Regions from separate parts of the Sus scrofa genome. Here region 2 is linked to region 1. The links are chromatin contacts, called in public Hi-C maps. All regions are on one chromosome and are shown on one strand. Each heading gives the region's core, a stretch centred on a gene start, on an enhancer-like site or on the middle of the called end of the contact. The rest is flanking DNA. Distances are from core to core; before and after follow the strand shown.

The links. Hi-C and Micro-C count contacts between places; a contact is called where the count stands out from the background.
Region 2: a contact with region 1 is called in a Hi-C map of epiblast stem cells, with 1.7 times the contacts expected there. The contact joins the promoter of TMEM151A here to the promoter of NPAS4 in region 1. A contact is called at or near these places in 2 of 47 Hi-C or Micro-C datasets (embryonic fibroblasts and epiblast stem cells).

The regions. Positions count from the first base shown.
Region 1 is chr2:5,993,519-6,000,119 of Sscrofa11.1, reverse strand. NPAS4 (neuronal PAS domain-containing protein 4) reads left to right here and starts at 4,180. Exons shown (of 8, transcript XM_003122496.5): 1 at 4,180-4,499; 2 at 5,206-5,357; 3 at 5,531-5,633; 4 at 5,748-6,021; 5 at 6,203-6,312. The coding sequence starts at 4,325.
Region 2 is chr2:6,091,753-6,098,353 of Sscrofa11.1, reverse strand. TMEM151A (transmembrane protein 151A) reads left to right here and starts at 2,855. Exons shown (of 2, transcript XM_003122499.4): 1 at 2,855-3,098; 2 at 5,385-6,601. The coding sequence starts at 3,024. YIF1A (protein YIF1A) reads right to left here and starts at 605. Exons shown (of 8, transcript XM_013994066.2): 1 at 375-605. The coding sequence starts at 405.

The sequences.
Region 1 (6,601 bases), core at 2,931-5,430:
TTTCTCTCTCATTCTCTTTCTCGGTTGTGTGTGTGCACACGCGCGCTCGAACACACACACACACATACACTGCGCATGCCTATGCCCACACCAGGAATTTTTTTCCTTAGAACTAAAGAAAGCCCTTCTCTTCTCTAGGCTCCCCAAATATGGAGTGATGGAAAACCACTTACTCTTGCAAGCCAGGGACAATTCAGGATGGCTCGAGAGAAAAGGGAGAGGCCACATGGGGCTCCCTTCCTCCATCTTTTAGCTAGAGGTTGCATGCAACAGAGACCTTCACAAATGATTGGGGGCCAAGGGCTAGAAGGAAGGGAAGGTGCTGGGTGGAGAGAGGTGATTAAGGCATAAATGGTGCAGGAGCCCAACAAGTGACATCTGAGAGAGCAAAGAAGGTGCATTGAGGCTAAGAATGCATGCAAATCCATGTACCCTGTTGGGTTCTGTGAGAAGCACTGATCCAACTCAGATGTGGACACAAAATGCATGGACAGGGAGGCACACAGAAAGCTGCAAGGGTAGAACTACACACAACACAGGAAGTCATAGACATTTTTTCATAAAGACAGCATAAGTGCAGGCATAGGCAAGTACATAAAGTAATATGGACCCAGAGCTATAGACGCATGCAAACAGACACAGAGAGATACACAAATACAGTCAGAATCAAATGAATGGACAGACACACATGCACATCCTCACAGTCTGGCTCCCTCCCTTCAATTGCCTAGGCATCCCTGAGCAGCAGTGCAGAGCTGATAATGCTGCAGGCTCACAGAGAGGGGGAGCAGGAGCTCCCCCAATTCCTTCTACAAACTCACCCCAAAGCCCCTCTCTCAATACACTCTCTTGCCCACTTTTCCATAGCCAAGGGGCTCTGCTACCACCCCCATTTCAGACTTCCAGTTCTTAGCCTGTTCTACTGCTGCTGCCTGCTGCCTGTTGGGGGGAGTGGGGTGACTCAGCCAGGCCAGGATGACTCACACTGCCAGTATTTTTAGCAGCAGCCAGGAGCTCTCTAGCGTGCCAGCCACCCCCTCCTCCTGCTTGCTATTTTGGAACCATCACTGGTGATATAAATAGCTCCTCTCCCACGGCTGGAAGCTGCTGCCAAGCTATTTTTGGTTCTTCACTGTTAAAAATAGCCTCATGGAGGTGGGAGGCAAGGGGAGTGGGAGCTGGCCTGGGGAGAGAAGACACTGGGGCATACAGAGCTTCTCAACTTGAATCCTAGAGTGGAAGAACTAGGATGAGCCTTTCTGTGCCCCCTCCCTTGTCCCTTTCTAGACCCTTCTTCCCTTCTAGAATATCTCTCCCCACCCCACCCCCCACTCCAACCCCCATTCATTCTCCTGGGAAAATCCAAGGGCTCTTCCCTTGAACCCAGTCCTCCCCCGACCCCCGCATTTACTTCACTCCTAGCACAGAAATATTGCATCCCTGCAACCCACCCCCCTACTCATCCTCAGAAGAAGGGGACAGCCATTCGGGGCCTCTCTGTGAGAGCTGCATGGACACAAGCTCTACTTTAATGTCCCAGGCAGATCCTGGTCAATAGGATATGCCGGTTGATAATTCAGGACCACGGACAGCAGCGTGTGCCCCATTCTTTCACTGCAGATCTGCTCAGCTTACTGGAGACCAGCTGGACCCAACCAATACACACCTCTTATCATGGAGAGGAACATCAGGCATGTCCCTCAATCAGGAATAAAACACCATGAGTGAAGAAAACAGGAATACTGCCCTGGGTTTTCATACAAGAAGGGGGTCCAATGATCAGGAGCTGGTCCAAACAGAAGCTTCAGCAAGGGGTGGGTAAGTACATCAGGGACCAGATAGAGATGAAATTGGAACAAACTTTCTGAAGGAGCCACTTTTATGTCCACCCAGGTACATAAGGTTGGGGGTAGTGGAAGGCAGACAGACAGACAGACCTACCTCTTCCCTCCCTCTCAATTGTGCTACTGAATATAGGATGGTTGCTCTGGATGTCCCAACCTCTGCAAGATGCACAGGATGTCAGGACTGGGTCCGCAGAGACCCTTTTCTTAGCTAGCCCTCCTCCTCCCACTCTACCTGTCTTACCACCACCCTTTTTTATGAAGAGTGAAAAAGAGTTCCTTGACCCCAAATTTCGCTTCTTGGTGTCAAAGTCTATTTCCACCCCTCCCATGTGACTTTCTACAAGCAGGCCGATCCCTTTCCCCCAGCTTCTTCTTCTTTTTTTTTTTTTTTCTTTTTGCTATTTCTTTGGGCCGCTCCCGCGGCATATGGAAGTTCCCAGGCTAGGGGTCTAATTGGAGCTGTAGCCACCAGCCTATGCCAGAGCCACAGCAACGCGGGATCCGAGCCGCGTCTGCAACCTACACCACAGCTCACGGCAACGCGGGATCATTAACCCACTGAGCAAGGGCAGGGACCGAACCGGCAACCTCATGGTTCCTAGTCGGATTCGTTAACCACTGCGCCACGATGGGAACTCCCCTTTCCCCCTGCTTCTAAGTGACCTCATTTCCTAACCCTAACCCTAACCCAGCCCCTCAAGTGACTTTGCACACACACCCCTACCCCACAGAATTCGATTTCAGATAGAATGTCCCATAGCTTATTTTTCTACTTTCATGGGATTCTAGGGGAAACAAAGGCACCCCTCAGCCCCTGTAGACAGTGATCACCGGTGCTGAAAAGAGAAAGAAGGAGGGAGACAGAGCAAAGGAGACATGATGTTGAGACAAAATTGACAAAGGAAAGAAGAGAGACTCCAGAGAGCAGAGGGGGAACGTTTGGTGGGTAGAGGGCTCACAAAGCTGAGACAGACCACTAAGCAGGCAAAGAGGTAACAAAACTAGCTGGGGCCGGGGGAAGGGGGGTATGTGGAGCGTTGAAAGTGGAGACACAGGGAGAAGTCCTGCCGCTGATGATGGGGAGGGGGTCGGAAAGCACTGTGGACAGCCTGACAGAGTTAAGGGGTCCTTGGTAGGTGCTTGGAACCTGCAGAGGGTCCAGAACGCCCCCCCTCGTTTCTCTGCTGCTTCTCCATCTTCCCCGCAGGAGGCAGAGGGGGAGCCCTCCCGAGCGTTGCGGAGGCAGCCAGGCCCCGCCCGTTGCTGCTGCTGCTGCGGCAGCCGCGGGAGGATTCCTGTCCTAATATGGAGCTGGGATTCCCCCGGCCCCGCCCCCGCCCCCAGCCCGCGGGGAGACCGAGCCTTGCAGTCGCGCGGGGGCAGCCGCTGGCTTTGGGGCTGGCAATGGGGGAAGGGATACTTAGGTGTAGACCCAGATTCTCCGCAGGCCCTGGGACCGGCCTCAGTTTCCCCCCGTGAGGGACTGAGGTTAATTAGTGGACAGAGAAACAAAGGGTCACTGCAGACTGCCGAGTTGGTGCAGGTGTTCCTATTTTGGGCTGTGGGAAAATAGAACCGAAGCCAAATTCAGCTGGTCCCTCTCCCTCAGGATACCAGGACCCTTTTCCCACTCATCCTAGAAGCTTAGACCCCCGCCCCCAACTAAACTCCCCCTGCGAAATCGCCAAGACCTGGGTTTGGAAAAGGGGGAGGAGAATTGTTCTTTGAAAGTGATAAGGGAATCCCACAGTTGAGTAATCTCTAGAGAGAAACCCCAGCTCTGACCTATCCCACAGAGGCCAAGGAAGGTCCTTCTCCCCCCGTCCCTCCCCCGAAAGAACGTGACCTTGGCACAAAGGGAGGGGGAATTTGTGTACGACTCTGCTCTTCCCCATTCCCTTATCTCCTTAGAAAAATCGGTGACGGAACCAGTCCCTTCTGCCCTCTGCAGACTCTCCTGCCAGGGGCTTCAGACCGCCTCAGCCCTTGCCCTGTCCCTTCCCTCAGCTGAACACATTCGGGTCCCTGCACCCCCTTGCAGGCCTTCCTAACGCAGCGCTTGCCTCTCGGCTCAGCTGCCGCCAGCCGCGGCCCCCTCCGCAGCCTCCTTCTCCGCGTTCCCCACCCCCCGGCACCCCTCCCGCTCTCGTTCTACGTCATGGGATGACGTTGGATGCCTGGGAGGGAGGAGGAGCGCCCCCCCCACCAGCCAGCAGCTCCCGCTGCAGCTAGCTTAGCCCAGCCTCCCGCCCCCCCTTTCTCTAAAGCGAGCCCCCCACGCCTGACGGGAGCTATATAAGGCGGAACAAGGCAGGCGAGGGGGGCAGCGCAGCCGAGCGGAGCCCAGGAGAGGAGAGAGAGCGAGCAAGCGAGCCTGAGCGAGAGACGGGGAAGCAAGGAGGAGGAAGCCACCGGTGCGTCCGGACAGGAACGCAGGTGTTCGGAGCGCTCGAGCTGGAGCTCTGAAGCCGCTAGTCATGTACCGCTCCACCAAGGGCGCCTCCAAGGCGCGCCGCGACCAGATCAACGCTGAGATCCGGAATCTCAAGGAGCTGCTGCCTCTGGCCGAAGCAGACAAGGTCCGGCTGTCCTACCTGCACATTATGAGTCTTGCCTGCATCTACACTCGCAAGGGCGTCTTCTTCGCTGGAGGTGAGCAAACTGGGGCTGAGACCCAAGCATCAGGGATAGTGAAGCTGAGGGAACCCGCTGGGACTGCCTCAGGTCTAAGGCAGCGTGTCTGCGAGCTGGGGTGAGGAGGAACTTGGAGAACTCAGGATTTCCTACTTTTCCTCCTGAGCTCTGTCCAAACCTGAATGAGGGTTAGAGAGCTTGGGCAGTGTCCCTGGTGCCAGACTTATGGCAGGAGGAGAGCCAGGACACGATGGCCCCAGTCCCCACCAGCGGAGAGAAGCTCCGGGAGCCAAGGGAGGGAAGCCCGGGAAGTTGCAGGGACGGAGCTGCCAAAACATGGGGAAACAACCGCCGTTAGAGATACTGGAAGGGCAATTCTGCAGCTGTTGAAGCGCTGTCCGCGGTGCTGACAGAGCCACGGGGGTTGCAGGGCACTGCCCATGGTGCTGAATGCTCAGTAGCCTTCGGGAGCGCTGTCCGTGGTCCTGAAACCCATACCGGCAGATGCCCCAGCCCCGACTTAGAGGTCGAAGGGCTCGCTGGCTAGAGAGATCCAGCAACAGGTTCCCCGGGCAAGAGCTGCGAACAGCAGGTCAACAGGTGTGTGCAGAGGCAGGTCCATGAAAAAGTCCTCTGGATTTTCTGAAACTCAGTCCATGTCTTTCTCACTTCTGTTTCGCTTCTCAGCCTTATTCCTGACTCATCATATCTTCTTACCCTGCAGGCACTCCTCTGGCGGGCTCCACAGGGCTTCTCTCAGCTCAAGAGCTTGAAGAGATAGTGGCAGCACTACCTGGCTTTCTGCTTGTGTTCACAGCGGAGGGGAAGCTGCTCTATCTGTCTGAGAGTGTGAGCGAGCATCTGGGCCACTCCATGGTGAGTCCTGAGGGTCTTTTCAGATTGGGCTCTGGCACAGATGGGGACATAATAGCTTTCCACTTCTGAGAATTTGAGAATTAATGGGTATGGAGGGGTTATATCCTACAAGATGCTATGTACCAGGGATTGTTGCCTTCACTAATGGTCATCTCTTCTTTATCTTTCTCCAGGTGGATCTGGTTGCCCAGGGTGATAGTATCTACGACATCATTGATCCAGCTGACCACCTAACTGTGCGCCAGCAACTCAGCCTGCCTTCTTCCCTGGACACTGGTAAGAACTTGCTTCTCCCTTCTTCAATCTAATATCCCTCCCGTTGCCTTGCTCCTTCTTGTTTACCATCTCAGTCATTCACTTGCTTACCGATTTTTCTCTTCACTCACCTAGATCGCCTGTTCCGCTGTCGCTTCAACACCTCCAAGTCACTCAGGCGCCAGAGTGCAGGCAACAAACTGGTGCTTATTCGAGGCCGATTCCATGCTCACCCACCTGGAGCCTACTGGGCAGGAAATCCTGTGTTCACAGCCTTCTGTGCCCCACTGGAGACAAGACCCCGGCCTGGCCCTGGCCCTGGCCCTGGTCCTGGCCCTGCCTCTCTCTTCCTGGCCATGTTCCAGAGCCGTCATGCTAAGGACCTAGCCCTACTGGACATCTCTGAAAGGTAAGCCCAGAATGTTCAGACCCCAAGACAAAGTCAGGCCAGAGGTGAGGGGACCCTAGATTCTGGAATCAGGGGCAGGGAGGATGGGCTCTAAGGGGATAGAGGACATGGAAGGGAGTGAGATGCCTGGATATCAAGCAAGGAAAACAGAAAGCTGACCTCACCCTTTCCACCTTCCCAGTGTCCTAATCTACCTGGGCTTTGAGCGCAGTGAACTGCTCTGTAAATCATGGTATGGACTGCTGCACCCTGAAGACCTGGGCCATGCTTCTGCTCAACACTACCGCCTGTGTGAGTGTCCAGAGAGGCTGGGGACAAGACAGGGACCTTGGAAAGGGCATATGGGAAACATGATGAAGAAGGGCTGTGATCAGGGCTGGTGTTGGGGAGATATCAGAGCTCAATGGTTTTGGATACTATAGGGTGAACACTAGGGTGAAGAATCAAAGCAAAAACAGAGTCAAGACTGGGGGACTCTGAGTGGTGAGGTCAAGGTGGGAAGTTGAATGGTGCAGGTTAGGGTAGTCAGAATAAAGGATGCCATAGATACCCCCATTCAGTAGAGAGATCAGTAAAGGGG
Region 2 (6,601 bases), core at 1,606-4,105, 100 kb before region 1:
ATAATTGGGAGGGCATCCCCCATGAACAAGGGCGGTAAAGGCGACGGCTGGGTACACGGAGGCCCTGGGTAATGGTCAGCAAGTCTACCAGGGTCACGACAGAGAAAGGAAGTTTGGGAGGCAGACCCCAATCATGTCCGAGTCGGGCACGGGGATCCCAGTAGTGCTGTCACCACCGGATCTGATCTCAGGTTTAGGCCAAGAGGGCGAAGTCCGGGACGCGTTGCTGAGTCTCACGATGCAGGAACCCGAGTGACATCTGCCACTCTGGGCAGCGGTCACGGCCGCCCCTCTCCCTCAGGGTGAGCGGGCCGCGCCGCCGACCCTCCTCCGGCTGGTCGGTCCGCGCCCCGCCCGCCCCGCGCCCCACGCACCGTGGGCTCCGTAGCCCGAGTGATAAGCCATGGCCCCGACGCTCGCTCTCTCCGAGGGCCCGCTGCGTCGCCTGGTCGGTAAGAATACTAGTGGGGCAGCTGCTCCGCTTCCTGGGCACGGACCGAGGTTACAGAACAGCCCGACACGTCTCTGTACTGTCCGACTGCAGCAGCCATGTCCACAGCGTCATCCCCTGCCGCCTGCCATTGGCTCCTCCGCGGCGCGGACTCGCCCCTCCCCTCTCTCAATTGGCTACTGGCGCGCCCTCGCTGATGCGGATTCGGCAGCCGTCAACTTCCGGGCGGCAGAATAGGCGGAGCAATTTAATCCGCTCTTGGATTGGATAATGGATTTGTTAGTTCGCGGCGGAGTAGCCAATAGGTGGGTTAAGGTAAGAGGATGTTGAGAATTATTTCCGCGCCTGCGCAGTGGCCATTTGACGCTCGCCCTGCCACGACTACAGCAGGCGGAGACTAGGCGGAGGCGGGCTGCGGTTGGAGTCCAGGGGTGAAGATTCACTCGCGGGACGTACTCCAGGAGGGAATGGGATGGTGGGGCTGTAGCCAAGCCCTGTCCCTCCGGGCTCTTGCCCCTCCCTCTCAATGCTAGCTTTCCTTCCCGTCCTCCATACTGGCGCAGAGCCCTGGCAGCCCGAGGAGGTGTTGGTAGGAGGCCCGGCCGAGCAGTGACAGCGCGGCCAAGCGAGCTCCAGGATACTTACTGACTGCTCCTCCCGCCTCCCACCCCTCCTTTCCTCGCGGTTGCTGTCCATCCTCTGGTGCTGAAATGCCCTACAGCCACAGCTGCCGACCCCAGGATGTTGGGAGGGCCTGAGCTGTACACACACACACACACACACAAATACACACCCATTACACGGTTGAAAAACTGAGGTCCAGGTCTTAAGTCCCAGAGTTTGGGTGGTAATAGAGTTGGGATAGGATCCTGCGCCAGACTTGTCCCACGACTCTCCAGACGATTGTGAGTGGAGGTGTGCTGATTCACCTCCTGAAGCTGTGGTTGAAACTCCTGAGTCATTGCCAGCCCAGCAGTCATCTAGAAGTGAGACACCCCCCTCCCCACAAGCCTCACTCTCCACCTTTCTCTCACTCCCACCTTCCCCAAAGACAGCCTCTGGGGGCCGCCCTTCTTGGAGGCCTCCACCCACCATTTCCAGCAAGATCAGGTCCTCTGCGACCTGCCTCTAGTTAGATACCCAGTGTCCAGTTACACCAGGTGACCTTCCTGCTCTCTGAACTCAGTCGACATGGTCCAGTAGTAGGGCCTTTGCCCAGAAGTCCCTCCACCTGGGATGCTCTTCCCCTCATACCCACTTGTCCAAAATCAAATTATCCTTTAAGAGTGAGATCAACTTGTGCCTCTCAGAGAGACAAAGGGAACAGAGTTCTTACCTGGCTTGGGGTGGAGGCTGGAGGCCAGGTTCTAGGCTTTCTCTGGGTGCAGTGGTTTGCCCTGGATGTAAATTCCATGAGGACAGGGCTTGTGTCATTCTCCATTTCTTTCCTGGTCTTCACAATACTTATGAATGTGTCACAGTACTTGCATATAGATGACACTCAATAAACACCGGTGCCCAATAAATAAAAAATAAATGCATGAAATCCTGGTTAAGTTCTTTCCTCTCTCTACCATGTCAGTTACCTCATCTTTAAACGGGTAGAGGTGTTGACCAAGTGGTCTCTGAATTGCTCTTTGGGGGAAAAAAAGTCACCAAACCAAACCAAACCCACCTAGCATTGCAGCTCCCTATGTCCTCTATCTAGTGATTTTCTACCCTGGGGGCTAGGCCCTGACCCAGGGGTTGAAGTGAAGGTTTGAGGCCCCTGAGGGCCAGGGAGCAGCACTGAGGCCAGCAGGATCTGGGAAGGAGTCCTCTCATGAAGGACAAATCCCACTCCCCTGCCCCGCATGATGAATGTGCATTGAATCCAACACCTTTTCATCCCCGTTTCTCAGGTGGAAAAACTGAGGTTGGGGTTACAGCGTGCTGACTCAAGGTCACAAAGCCTAGGGCCCTGGGGGTCCAGGCCTCTTGCTTGCCTGCTCTAAGTGGAGCACAGCGCCTGTGTCCAGCTAATGAGACTCACCTCACCTTTCAGGATTCTAACTGCCCCCTACCACGATCGAGGCCTAAGGAGGGGGGTCTGGGTGGGCTTAGGCCTGGACCCACTCCTCAGAGATGGGAATCGGTCGGTACCCACCCACCTTCGGGATCCCCCCTCCTCATTTTACAGCGGGGGAGACTCAGGCCCCAGAAAACAAGGATTCGTCCGAGGTCCCAAGCACGAGCGCAGCAGGAGGGGAAAGCAGGTGTCCGGCCGCCCAGCCTGGGCTTCTCAGGGGCGGGGGCAGCGCCCGCGGTGCCAGGCGCTGCCGGCAGCGCGGCGGGTGCCGCGGGGGCGGGGTCAGCGGAGGGCGGGGCGCCGGGCACCGCGGCCGCCAACGCCGCCGCCGCCGCCTCTGCCGCCGCCGCCGCCGCCGCCGCCGCGCCCGGGCTCGAGCTCCGCACACTCCCTCCGCGGCCGCTGCGCCGAGCGGACGTCCCCCCGGGCGGAGCCGCAGCCCTCCGCGCTCCCCCCTATCATGCCCGGGGCCCGGGCGGGGGCCGCCCGTGCAGCCTGGACACCATGCCCGAGGGCGGCGGTGGCGACGGCGGGGAGGTGCCCGCGCTCATCCCGGACGGCGAGACGCTGCGGGAGGAGGTACCGGCGCCGTGCGGTGGGGATACGGAGCCGAGCCGAGGCTGGCGCGGGGGGACGGGGGTGCCAAGGGAAGGGGCGACCCCTGGGGCGGGGGCTGAGGAGGGAGGTCCGCAGCCTCGGCGGCCAATGACGTCATTGGGTAGTCTGCATCCCGCGAGGGGTCCCGGGGCCTAGGGGCCTGCGTGGGGGTCGGGGTGGGGCGGCTGGGAAGGGATTTGGGGGGCACCTCCCACCCCCGGCGCCCCCTCATCCAGCCTCGCCCTCCTATGACGTCAGCACCTGACCCCTGCGCGTCCCCATCCTGCAGCGCAGCCCCTCATCCTCAGAGCCCCGGGGTCAGGCCCCCGGCCCGGCCCGGCCCAGCGGCTCACGAGGTGTCCAGGCGGCGCCTGCAATGCAGCAACAGTAGCAGGGACCTGGGGGGCGGGGAGCGGAGGGAGGAGGGGAAAGAGAAAGGGAGGAGGCCTCTGGTACCCCTTCTCCTCCTCCCTATGGTGAGGCCCCAGGGCCTATCCTGCTGGGTGGGACCCTCAGAACGGCCCCTCCTGCGTCCTAGCCAGGAAGAGGATCTGCAGGGGTGTGCGGCCCTGTGTAGGGAGCTGGGGATGATAGGTGGTGAGTGGATGGTGGGTGTGCGAATGCCAGTGGGAGCGCTCACACCTCGAGCGGAACATATGTGCCCTGTAGTCAGGTGAGGGTCGGTGGGCCCCTTGCCTTGGGTGAAGTGGGAATGTCTGAGTGCCTGTGAGCACATCCTGTGGGCGGGGGGGGGGTCTCCCTGTGGAGTCTATAGGGTGTGGGTGTCAGGTTGGAGGAGGGGTGGGGGTGGCGGGTGTGCACTGTGGTAGGTAAGGGGCTGGTGTGTCCCTGGGCTTCAGAGAATATGTAACATGTGTGTGCATCTCTGTCCAGTGCTGGGGGGGTTGGTCTGTGGGGTATGAGTGTGTGTGTATGTGTGTGTGTGTGCACACCTGTGCACCATGTTACAGTGGGGGAGGTGTGCCCTGGGCACAGGTCGGGGTCTGGTGTGTTGGGTAAACAGGCAGCCTGCACATTCCTGGTGGGTGGGTCTTTGCTGAACATGGGGTGGGGTGGAGGAGAGGGGTGATGGATGAAGGTATGTGCTTCTGACTGGCCCTGCAGGTCGGGGTGGTGGGTGGCTGCTCTGGGCTGGGCTGGGGGCAGTTCCTCTCCTTTTGGGTCTCTCAAGGCCTGATGGGACTGTCAGCCGCGGGGGGGGGCCTTAACCGCCCCTCTGCTGGTTCCTCCAGACCACCTCTTCCCTCTCCCCTTTTTCCCCCCTCCTCCTCCTTCTCTCTCCATAGGCACCTGGGGATGAGGAGGGGGCCAGGTTGGCAGCCCTGCCAGGGAGGATGTGCCAAACCCCCTGGGCCAGGGAGTGGTCCCTGCTGCCCAGCAGCTGTGTCCCGCCCCCTCCCTCAGCACAGATGGGGAGTGGAGGCCGGCCCTCCATCTGCTCCCCCCCCCCATGTACACCTCTCTCTCTTTCTCTTTCTCACTTTCTTAAAAGCCTCTCCCAAGCCTCCTGCTGTCCCTCATGAAACCGGAGGCCAGACGGAACTGCAGGGTGGCAGTAATAATACTTATTCCCATGGCTGGCCAGACCCTGTGCTAAGATCATCCCACGTATGATCTCATTGAATCCTCACAACCCCAGTTTACAGATGAGGAAACTGAGGTCCAGAGATGATGAGGGACCTGCCCAAGTCACGCAGTAAAGTGGTGGAGCCAGCACCAAATCCCGGGCAGTCGGGCTCCAAAGCCCATGCTCTTCACCCCTAGAGCCCCAGCCCCCGTGGCTTCCCACACCACCAAGTTCAGGAATCAATGCCCAGAGAGGGCAGGGATATGGCTGTGATCACACAGCAAATTGAGAGCAGTCCATACCAAAACTTTGTTTTCTTAATGACTAGGGTGTTTTTTTGTTGTTGTTGTTCTTTTTGGGGGAGGGGTCCTCCTCTCTTTTAGCAGAATTGGGTCTCTTTTGTCCTAAGTGCCCTTAACTGAGAGATGACAGGGCATCTGAGAGATGAGAGGACAGGCCGAGGGCACACAGGCCTGGGTTCGAGTCCTGCAGCTCTCCCAAGAGTTACCTAGAAGGATGCATCCCGGAGCAAGCTGCTCAGTCCCCCAGAGCCTCAGTTTCCTCTTCTGTAAAGTGGGGGGCGGGCAGCACCACCTCCGCCGCGGGCCTTCAGTGAAGTGGCGGGCACAGCCGATGGCCGGGCACTGACCCCGCTTCCCCCCTCTCTGCCCACTCTGCAGCAGCGGCCCCTGAAACAGTCCCTGGGAAGCTCCCTGTGCCGAGAGTCGCACTGGAAGTGCCTGCTCCTCACGCTGCTCATCCACGCCTGCGGTGCCGTGGTGGCCTGGTGTCGCCTGGCCACAGTGCCGCGGCTGGTCCTGGGGCCCGAGGCGGCCCTGGCCCGCGGGGCCGGGGGCCCGCCGCCCACCTACCCAGCCAGCCCCTGCTCCGACGGCTACCTTTACATCCCGCTGGCCTTTGTCTCCCTCCTCTACCTCCTCTACCTGGCCGAGTGCTGGCACTGTCACGTGCGGTCATGCCAGGCGCCGCGCACCGACGCCCACACCGTGCTCGCCCTCATCCGCCGGCTGCAGCAGGCGCCGCCCTGCGTCTGGTGGAAGGCCACCAGCTACCACTACGTGCGCCGCACCCGCCAGATCACCCGCTACCGCAACGGCGACGCCTACACCACCACGCAGGTCTACCACGAGAGGGCCGACAGCCGCACGGCCCGGGGCGAGTTTGACTACTCGGCGCACGGCGTCCGCGACGTCTCCAAGGAGCTCGTGGGCCTGGCTGACCACGCGGCCACGCGGCTGCGCTTCACCAAGTGCTTCAGCTTCGGCAGCGCCGAGGCCGAGGCGTCGTACCTCACCCAGAGGGCCCGCTTCTTCAGCGCCAACGAGGGCCTGGACGACTACCTGGAGGCCCGCGAGGGCATGCACCTGAAGGACGTGGACTTCCGCGAGTCGCTCATGGTCTTCGCCGACCCGCGCAGCCCGCCCTGGTACGCGCGCGCCTGGGTCTTCTGGCTGGTGTCGGCGGCCACGCTGTCCTGGCCGCTGCGCGTGGTGGCCGCCTACGGCACGGCCCACGTGCACTACCAGGTGGAGAAGCTCTTCGGCGCCAGCTCGCCCCCGCCCGGCGCCGTGCCCAGCGCGCCCCCGCTCTCCCGCGTGGCCACCGTGGACTTCACCGAGCTCGAGTGGCACATCTGCTCCAACCGGCAGCTGGTGCCCAGCTACTCGGAGGCCGTGGTCATGGGCGCCGGCTCGGGCGCCTACCTCCGCGGCTGCCAGCGCTGCCGCCGCTCGGTCAGCAGCAACTCGCTGCCCCCGGCCCGGCCCAGCGGGCCCCGCCTGCCTTTCAGCCGCAGCCGCCTGTCGCTGGGAGCCGGGGGCCGGGCCACACCCGGGGTCTTCCGGAGCCTCAGCGGGGGACCCCTGGGCCGCCGCGG